Regions from separate parts of the Pan troglodytes genome. Here region 1 is linked to region 2. The links are chromatin contacts, called in public Hi-C maps. All regions are on one chromosome and are shown on one strand. Each heading gives the region's core, a stretch centred on a gene start, on an enhancer-like site or on the middle of the called end of the contact. The rest is flanking DNA. Distances are from core to core; before and after follow the strand shown. Region 1 overlaps VWC2 (von Willebrand factor C domain containing 2). Region 2 has its middle 780 kb from the start of VWC2.

Region 1 (4,055 bases), core at 782-3,281, 790 kb after region 2:
AGTGTGGGCGTGTGTGTGTGAGAGTGTGTGAGCGAGTGTGGGTGTGTGTGCGTGAGTGTGGGTGTAGGTGTGTGTGTGTGTGGGTGCATGTGAGTGTATATGTGACTGTGTGTGTGTGAGTGTGAGTGTGTGTATGAAGTAGGCATAGTGGTTTCATTGTATTAACATTTCCCCCCATTGGCCACAGTCCCCACCACTCCTTATTACACACTTAGTTCGTGGCCTCATTTTCTTACTTGACTGGTCCCTGAAGAAATTTGAATTTGTCATCCCTGAGAGAACTAATCCCCATGTCACACTTGTCTTTTAAAAGTCTATTCTTAGGAAGACATTATTTTAGTCATTTATATATTAAGTAAAAATTAAGCTCTCTGTTTTTCTCCCAAGGATTACTTAGCTGTAACTCTTTAATTCTAAAACAAAAGGGTTTTGATCTTCCAATGTTTTTAAAGAAGAGAATATCTTTCAAAATTTGTCAGAGAACCTTCTTCTCTCCCCAAACAGGTGGTCAGATGCAGTTGACATTACTTTCTTTCTCTTATGGGCTTAATTTAGAAATCTATAAATGAGCCAATTATCTACGAAATAATTCTACAAAGATTTCAGCGTCACCCATGCTTCCCAGGTGGGAAGTGAGAAGCCGCTCCCTGCACTGGCCCTGGTGCTCCGGGTGGCCCTACAGCCCCTTGGCTCCTTGCAGAGGCGGGGGTGCAGGCGGCCAGCACGTTTGGCTGCATCCTTTCTGACTGTGTATCTGTTAGGCAAGCTGGCAGATTCCAGACTGCCCATCAGATCTGAACCATCAGCAAAGAAGGAGGTCTTTCTCATTCTCCTCCTAGCTGTTCTGCTGTTTGCAACCAAGTAAATAGGTAGTGTAAACCCTGCCACTAGTTTTTCCCCCGCATAATTGACCTAGCAAGTTCCTGTTGATCTGTATTAATGTGAGGGAATTATTCAGGAGAGGATTTAAAAGATGTTAGTAGACAAGGGTCTTGCCTGAAGCTAAAGCCATAAAGAAGGAAAAGTTGTCTGTGGTGCCCGAGAAGAAAGCTATATTGCCTCAGATTGTCAGGCTGCTGTATTCTTAATCTATTGTGTGGTACGTGGAGTTGTCTTCTTACTGAGACTCAGAAACTGATAGCTTCTGGGGACAGTTATTAATTAAATCCCTTTGTGTGCAAATCTGTTCTCAGACAGTGGAAAGACAAAGAGAACAGAAAAAAAATGCTTTTCTGAATGACACAGGCAGCAGCGTCTCTCTGTCCTTAGTTTCTGTTGCTATAATCCTTGTGGTGGAGGCTGGACGGTAGCTTGTGGATCAACTTCACTTCACATTAGAATTAGCTCTCTTTTTGAGGGAGAAAGTAGAGAGGGGCAGGGAGCTAGGTGGGGAGCCTTTCTGTGCCTGCCTGGATTGATGAAGGGACATCACATGGCAGGGCACCTGCCAGCCCTCAGGGGGTCGGGGACTCAGGCTGCAGGGCCAGAGTCCCCAGGTGGCAAGGGCCCTTCTGCTTGTCAAGTTTGGAGGGAGAATTTGGCCATGTCCTGTGCTAGTTTGATAAGACAGTTTCAGGGAAGAAACCTGAACAAGGACGGGGGCGAAGTTTAGTTCCAGGTGACTGCTGAAAGGAAGACATCATTTTCCAGGTTTCTTATAGGTGGTGAGGAGGGCTGACAGGTGCAGGCAGAGCCACTTGCGCTCCAGGATGCCTGTGGATTCTGAGTACTTATTAATGAAGATTTTCTATCACTGGCCCTGTGGTATGACCAGACTTCAGTTCAGGCAGAGACCTGCCTCAAGAAGTCACCAGACCTGTGGGTGTGTTTTCACTCCATAAAAAGCAGAGTTGAAAGGAATCACTTCAGCATTTTCCTCCAGCTCTGAAATCACACAGTTACAGGTTATCAGAAGCTAGTAAGACTACACTGTATAAATGGAAGGGACTTCGTGACTTGCCTCTACATGCACCCTAAGGGTGTGAGCTGGAAACAGGTTTTCATAAATTGGGCAGCTAGAAAAGGCACTTTCGCCATCTGGTGACAGAACTGTGACAATGATTTGGGGAGGCTGCTTGTCCTGGGCTACGCGGAGAGACTGCTTTGTCATTCATGCCTTTCACTAACTTCTTAATCTGAGGTCATCCAAATAATCATGTAACAGGGTCAAAATGAATACAACAAAAGTGGTATGTGCAGACAGGGAAGTCCTCTTACTTTAGAACATTGCTTTTCCTTCCATGGCTCCCGATATTTGCTGATGGCTGAAAACAGTTGTTCTTGTTAAAGTTTCTGTCTCTGTTGGGATATCCCAGCCTTTTGGGCAGTCAGGAATCTGATCACTTCTGGGAAGTGACTCAGCTTTTCAGGAGTTATCTCCCAAACCTACGGCCATTTTTCTGAGTGCCCCCTCCACCAGCTCCAGGCTGACTCAAGCCAGGGTGGTGGCATCTGACCCCTTGGCTTTGCCCTCATTCCATCCTCCTCCCTTGGGTCCTTCTTTCCAGACAAGAAGATGCTTCGCCTTCCTTTGTTATACATTCTTTCATTCTTCCCACTCTATGATTGAACCTCCAGACTTTGGCTCTCAGTCTGTAAAAATCAAGCTCAAGAAGTACTGATAATGGCCACTGTCTTCCTGGAAAGCCTGGCCCTCATGATTCTTAAAAGCACAGCAATTATGTAGTTACTTGTTCTACTTACTTGTGTCTGCTCTCTAGAAAACCAAGGCTTAGCCTCTTTGTGTAGATGCAGTGGTGGAAGGGCCAAAGGGAAACACTGGTGAGAAAGAAATATACAGGCGTTACTTCAAAATACTGTCCTTCTCTCTGCCATGACTACTAGCACATTTGGCCCTCCACATCCACAGATGCCACATATGCAGGGCCACCTGGAAGGGACCTGAGCATCCTTGAATTTTAGTATCCGAGTTGTTTCCCAGAATCAGTCCCCCAGGGATACCAGCGGACGACTGTAATTCATCCTTGTGGAGTGTCCATCATGAGCCACTCACCGCTGTAAGCACTTTGCCAACAGCAATTTAACCATCCTCATTTTACAGATAAAAAGACTGAGGCACAAGTTTCAGATAACTTGCTCAGGGTCCCACAGTTAATCAGGGGCAGAATTGGGCTTGATTGTCCTCTCCCACTGTGTGCATTTACGCTGCACTAGACACCTTTGATTTTGCACTCCTGTGACCAGGCAGTGACTGCGAGGATTGGTACCACAGCGGGTTCAACAGGTAACTTCCTCCTTCCCCTTTTTAACATGAGGACATGGAAGCTCAGGAAGGAAAAGGGACTGGCTGGGGATGGCGCAGTCCAGTTCTAGAGCTGCTTCTCTTCCTGAGAATTGCTGTACTGTTGCCACATATGCTGTCATTCCTCCTGTTTCCTTGGCCACCCTTCCTACCCTTGCTCTGGAAGCCTCCTGTCCTGGCGGCCAGAGGTATCCCCATCTGCGCTGTGTCCAGCTTTGCATTTTCCCTCGGGCTTGGCTGGAGGAGGCCAGATGTCGGAGTCACTCCACAGCCTCCACCCTGGGGAAGCCTCATGGGGTTTCAGTGGGAGAAGGGAACAAGATGAGATTCCTCCTGTGCATCTCATCTTGGTACTGTGATGTCGGGCAGTCAGGGGCTCGCCTGAGGCTACAGGGCACACTGAGGTATGAGGTCCAGGACCAAGTTTCCCACTACTCATGGCCTACCTGGGTCTCTAGATCTGGGACAACGCTCGTGCTTATTCCTTTACAGTAAAGATGACTGGCAGCTGCTCCCAGAGGCCCTGACAGAACTTTAAATTGGCTAATTATCCCACTCTCTGTCTTTGCTTTCTTATGGAAGAGCTGCAGCCCAGTAAAGCATCACTAAAATCCTCCATCAGATGGCTACTGGTTGGAGGTGATCAGTGGGATTTGGAATATTTCCTGGCATTTTTCAGGTACTTCATAAATGACCTTTGATATGGAACAAATTCATATGTGAGAATTTTAAAAATGTGTGTTTAAAATGTATCAAATACGCCTAAATAATATGCAGACTCTGTCCAGGCATC
Region 2 (3,977 bases), core at 292-2,791:
AAGCAGGTTTTGAATTGGACAGTGATTGAGATAATGATACTTGAATTTGAGTTAAGAATTACAGAACAAGACAAAGTGTACCAGATTAGACTAAATTAAGTTTTCCACTATTAGTAAAATTGGTGCTCTGGAGCTAGAATAATCTTGCTTTTATAATTTTTTAAAAGTTCCTGGATTTGTGGAATGCAGCACTAGTGAAACTTCATATTCTTTAGATATATGAATATTCACACAATCTTGATGAAGTGGACAGATAAATTATCATTATTATCATTTAGAAATGAATAATTTGAGCTTCAAAGGAACTGGGTTTGCCTTGAAAACCACAGTCTACTCATTTCAAAACCAGCGTTTGTCCTATTCCTCTGATAGACCTTCCAAATATTCACCAAGTACACTATGCTTAATCATGGCAGAGAATACATGTGTCACACTTCTTTAGGATTGGGAAAACTTTTCATAACAATTACTATTTAATTGCATTTATAATAAACTTTGCAAATCAAATTTTCATTATATAATATCCCAGCCAGAGGCCTTGCCCTCAAAAAGAATATAGGTTGATAAGGTAAAGGAGATGTCAGTGTCTTAAGTAACTAAAAGATTTGAAGAAAATTCGGAGTGGTAATAAATTTATAAGGATTTTCTCAGAGGGCACTAAACACTTTTCAATACAACAGAACACAGAGGTACCACACCAACTCACCCAGCCCCACCCTTTCTCTCAGGAGGAAGCAGGAGGGCGTGAGTGACTGCCAAGAGCAAGACCCCAGACCAGAGCTGCAGGACTGAGGCAGGGGCAAGGTGTCCTGGGCAAAGCAGGACACTGTTATGGAAAAATACAAACCCGACTAAGGTTTTACCTTTAGTGAAATGTTTAACGCAGCTTCTAATGACTTTATGTAGACTATCACGTTGACAATACCCCTTTATTTTTTGGTTCATGATAATTTTGAAAAATAGTAAGAGTAACAGATTTTTTTTAAGTTTTTGCCTAAAATGGATGAGATTGAAACATTAAAAAATAAATCTTCCAAAACACATTTACGTGAAAAATCACATTTGCTTTAGTATATAATTTCCTCTGTTTATATGGTAAGAAAAAAGGCACTGGAAACTCTAAAAAGTGTGTATAGCATTAGCTTATTATACCTCACAGTTACGAACATTTATTGAATTCTCACTGTGTACAATTCATGTGGTTAGAAGTCTGCATATTTGCAAAAAATTAAGATAACACGTGTTTTGTTCTCAAAGGATTTGTAAAACAGTGGAGGTGATAGATAATTCAGCAAGGATATCAAACTAAACACAGAGGTAGAAGAAAGATAAAGTGTTTAACACTGAATATGATAATGTAGGCCTGCTTTATTGAAGCAGTATCATTTAGGTCATTTTGGTATGTGTGTCAGTTATCCATGTTTTGCCTTTCAGCTCTAAATCCTTTGCCCTGCTTTGGGACACTTGGAGCTGGACCCTGTGAACAATTCTCCTTTAACAGCTGGCAGAATGCTAAACATTGTCAGTAGAGGGTGCTGGAGAGACACTGTCCCAGGAAGATGCTGTCTTCTGGGTTCTGGTGTGCTTCCCCCATCCTGCTCCTGTGGTGCCTGACTGACAGCTCCTTGCATTGCACCCAGCGGCAACTGTCCTCACCCAGGTAAAGGCTTCACAGCAAGTTTCACTTTTCAGTACAAAAAAGTGGATGGCTTCCCAGAGTCTTGCTGGTCACCGAATGACTGGTTTTCTGCTTGCCATTTTGGCCTGGGCCACTTCTGTGAAACCCTCTACCATCCAGCTGGTCATAGCCACACTCTCTTCAACCTGACCTGCATGACACCCTGAGAGGGTGGGAACTCTTATCCAGGTTTGTTCCTTCTTTGGGGTTCACTCCAAATTCCTGCCAACTCATTTCTATTTGTGTGAGGAATTCTGATTTATGTCTATTTGCAGTCATCATTACTTTTCTGATATCTATCCTATTTATTTTATTCTGAAAATCCCAAACAATCCCAGGATGTTTTATAACTAAAAAGCAACCAGCTCAACATTGCTGTTGAGACAGAGGGGTGCCAATTCAAGCCATCCCTCCCAGGATCAGATGGCTTGTCCTAATGACCCATTGACACTATTGGGGTGTTGACTACACATTTTCTCCTGTGTATATCTATTTATTTCTAACTGCACTACTGTATGTAGTACTATAAACTGTGCAAAGATGATGTTTTCAGGGAAATGGGAACACGGAAGAGGATGCAGCAGGAACATTGGAGCCAGTTAACCTGCATTTGAACCCTTGGCCTGAGCTTTGCTGATTATGTTTTTGATCAACTTAATTTTTCTGAAGATTAGTTTTATGAAATATGTAACCACACTCCCTTACTTGCCTTATCTCTGTCTTTCCAAGCTCCTCTAAATGACATAATTTTGTCTCTCCTTTAAAACTATAGGTTGGTATTGCCATTTTTGCCATTACTTTCAACAGCAAAAACTGTAAATACTTTTAACAATTATAATCAAATCCCTAAGCTAATTTTGATCAGGCAGAAATGGATGAGTCAATTCTACCTATTGATGATTTGCAGCATTCTTTACATAGGTTTCATTGTGTACTTAGGAGAATTCTAAGTACCCATTTACCCTGCTTTGACACTCAGGAGTATTTTAAAAGAATATTTATTTATTATAAACATTAAACCCATATAAAATTAGAGACAAGGGTATAATTGAAGCTCTGTTAACTCACAACCTGCAACTTATAGTTGTTAAAATTTTAGTATATTTCTTTTATCCTTTTGGATTTATTTATTGTTATTGCTAAAAATTTTTAAGGTAGATTATATGTATTATAATGTTTTGCTCTTAAATAATTCAACATTCATCTACAAAAAATGAGGACATTTTCTAACACAACCATAATGCCATTATCACAACTGACAAAACTGCAATTAATCTTTACTAATGTCTAATATCCAACCAGTTTTCACATTTCACATCAAAATAAATATCTTTATTAGAAATAAGAAGGTATATAGGCCCACCCCAGTGAATTTTTCTGTTAAATTTTTTTTAAACAGGAATATATTCTTTCTGTGCTTTTATATGTACTTTCTCATGATGTAAACTTGAAGAAGGCAGTTTTAGTCAATTTTTCTCATGGGGGCATTTATCATGTTCCTCTATCCTTTTAATTTTAGATACAGTATAAATGAGCTCTAAATGCTTTTTAGGATAAATTTGATTTTTTTTTTTGCAAGAATATAGTATAGAGAGTGTTGGGAATGTTAGTTAGCCATGAACTCTTTATTACACCAAACATCAGTTAATTTCTTGAAGATTGGCTTTTGAAGGAAGTTCAAGGAAACAGTATATGATGACTTCTAAATTAAAATAAAAATAAAAGTCAGTTATCTCAATCATACTCTTTTTTTATTACACTTTAAGTTTTAGGGTACATGTGCACAATGTGCAGGTTTGTTACATATGTATACATGTGCCATATTGGTGTGCTGCACCCATTAACTTGTCATTTAACATTAGGTATATCTCCTAATGCTATCCCTCCCCCCTCCCCCCACTCCACAACAGGCCCCGGTGTGTGATGTTCCCCTTCCTGTGTCCATGTGTTCTCATTGTTCAATTCCCACCTATGAGTGAGAACATGCAGTGTTTGGTTTTTTGTCCTTGCGATAGTTTGCTGAGAATGATGGTTTCCAGCTTCATCCATGTCCCCACAAAGGACATGAACTCATCATTTTTTATGGCTGCATAGTATTCCATGGTGTATATGTGCCATATTTTCTTAATCCAGTCTATCATTGTTGGACATATGGGTTGGTTCCAAGTCATTGCTATTGTGAATAGTGCCACAATAAACATACGTGTGCATGTGTCTTTATAGCAGCATGTTTTATAATCCTTTGGGTATATACCCAGTAATGGGATGGCTGGGTGAAATGGTATTTCTAGTTCTAGAT

The links. Hi-C and Micro-C count contacts between places; a contact is called where the count stands out from the background.
Region 1: a contact with region 2 is called in a Hi-C map of induced pluripotent stem cells, with 1.9 times the contacts expected there. The contact joins two enhancer-like sites. A contact is called at or near these places in 2 of 7 Hi-C or Micro-C datasets (induced pluripotent stem cells and stem cell-derived neural progenitor cells) and 1 of 1 datasets of contacts at active chromatin or transcription factors (stem cell-derived excitatory neurons).

The regions. Positions count from the first base shown.
Region 1 is chr6:55,617,105-55,621,159 of NHGRI_mPanTro3-v2.0_pri, forward strand. All of the region lies in intron 1 of VWC2 (von Willebrand factor C domain containing 2), which reads left to right. Among named protein-coding and RNA genes, the nearest start is that of VWC2, 16 kb to the left of the region's middle. Within about 2 kb of position 2,032, at least 2 of the 24 cell types and tissues checked have an H3K27ac peak or open chromatin away from gene starts, as enhancers often do. A contact at or near this core is called in induced pluripotent stem cells, where this site is marked.
Region 2 is chr6:54,823,775-54,827,751 of NHGRI_mPanTro3-v2.0_pri, forward strand. No RefSeq gene overlaps it. Among named protein-coding and RNA genes, the nearest start is that of VWC2, 780 kb to the right of the region's middle. Within about 2 kb of position 1,542, at least 1 of the 24 cell types and tissues checked has an H3K27ac peak or open chromatin away from gene starts, as enhancers often do. A contact at or near this core is called in induced pluripotent stem cells, where this site is marked.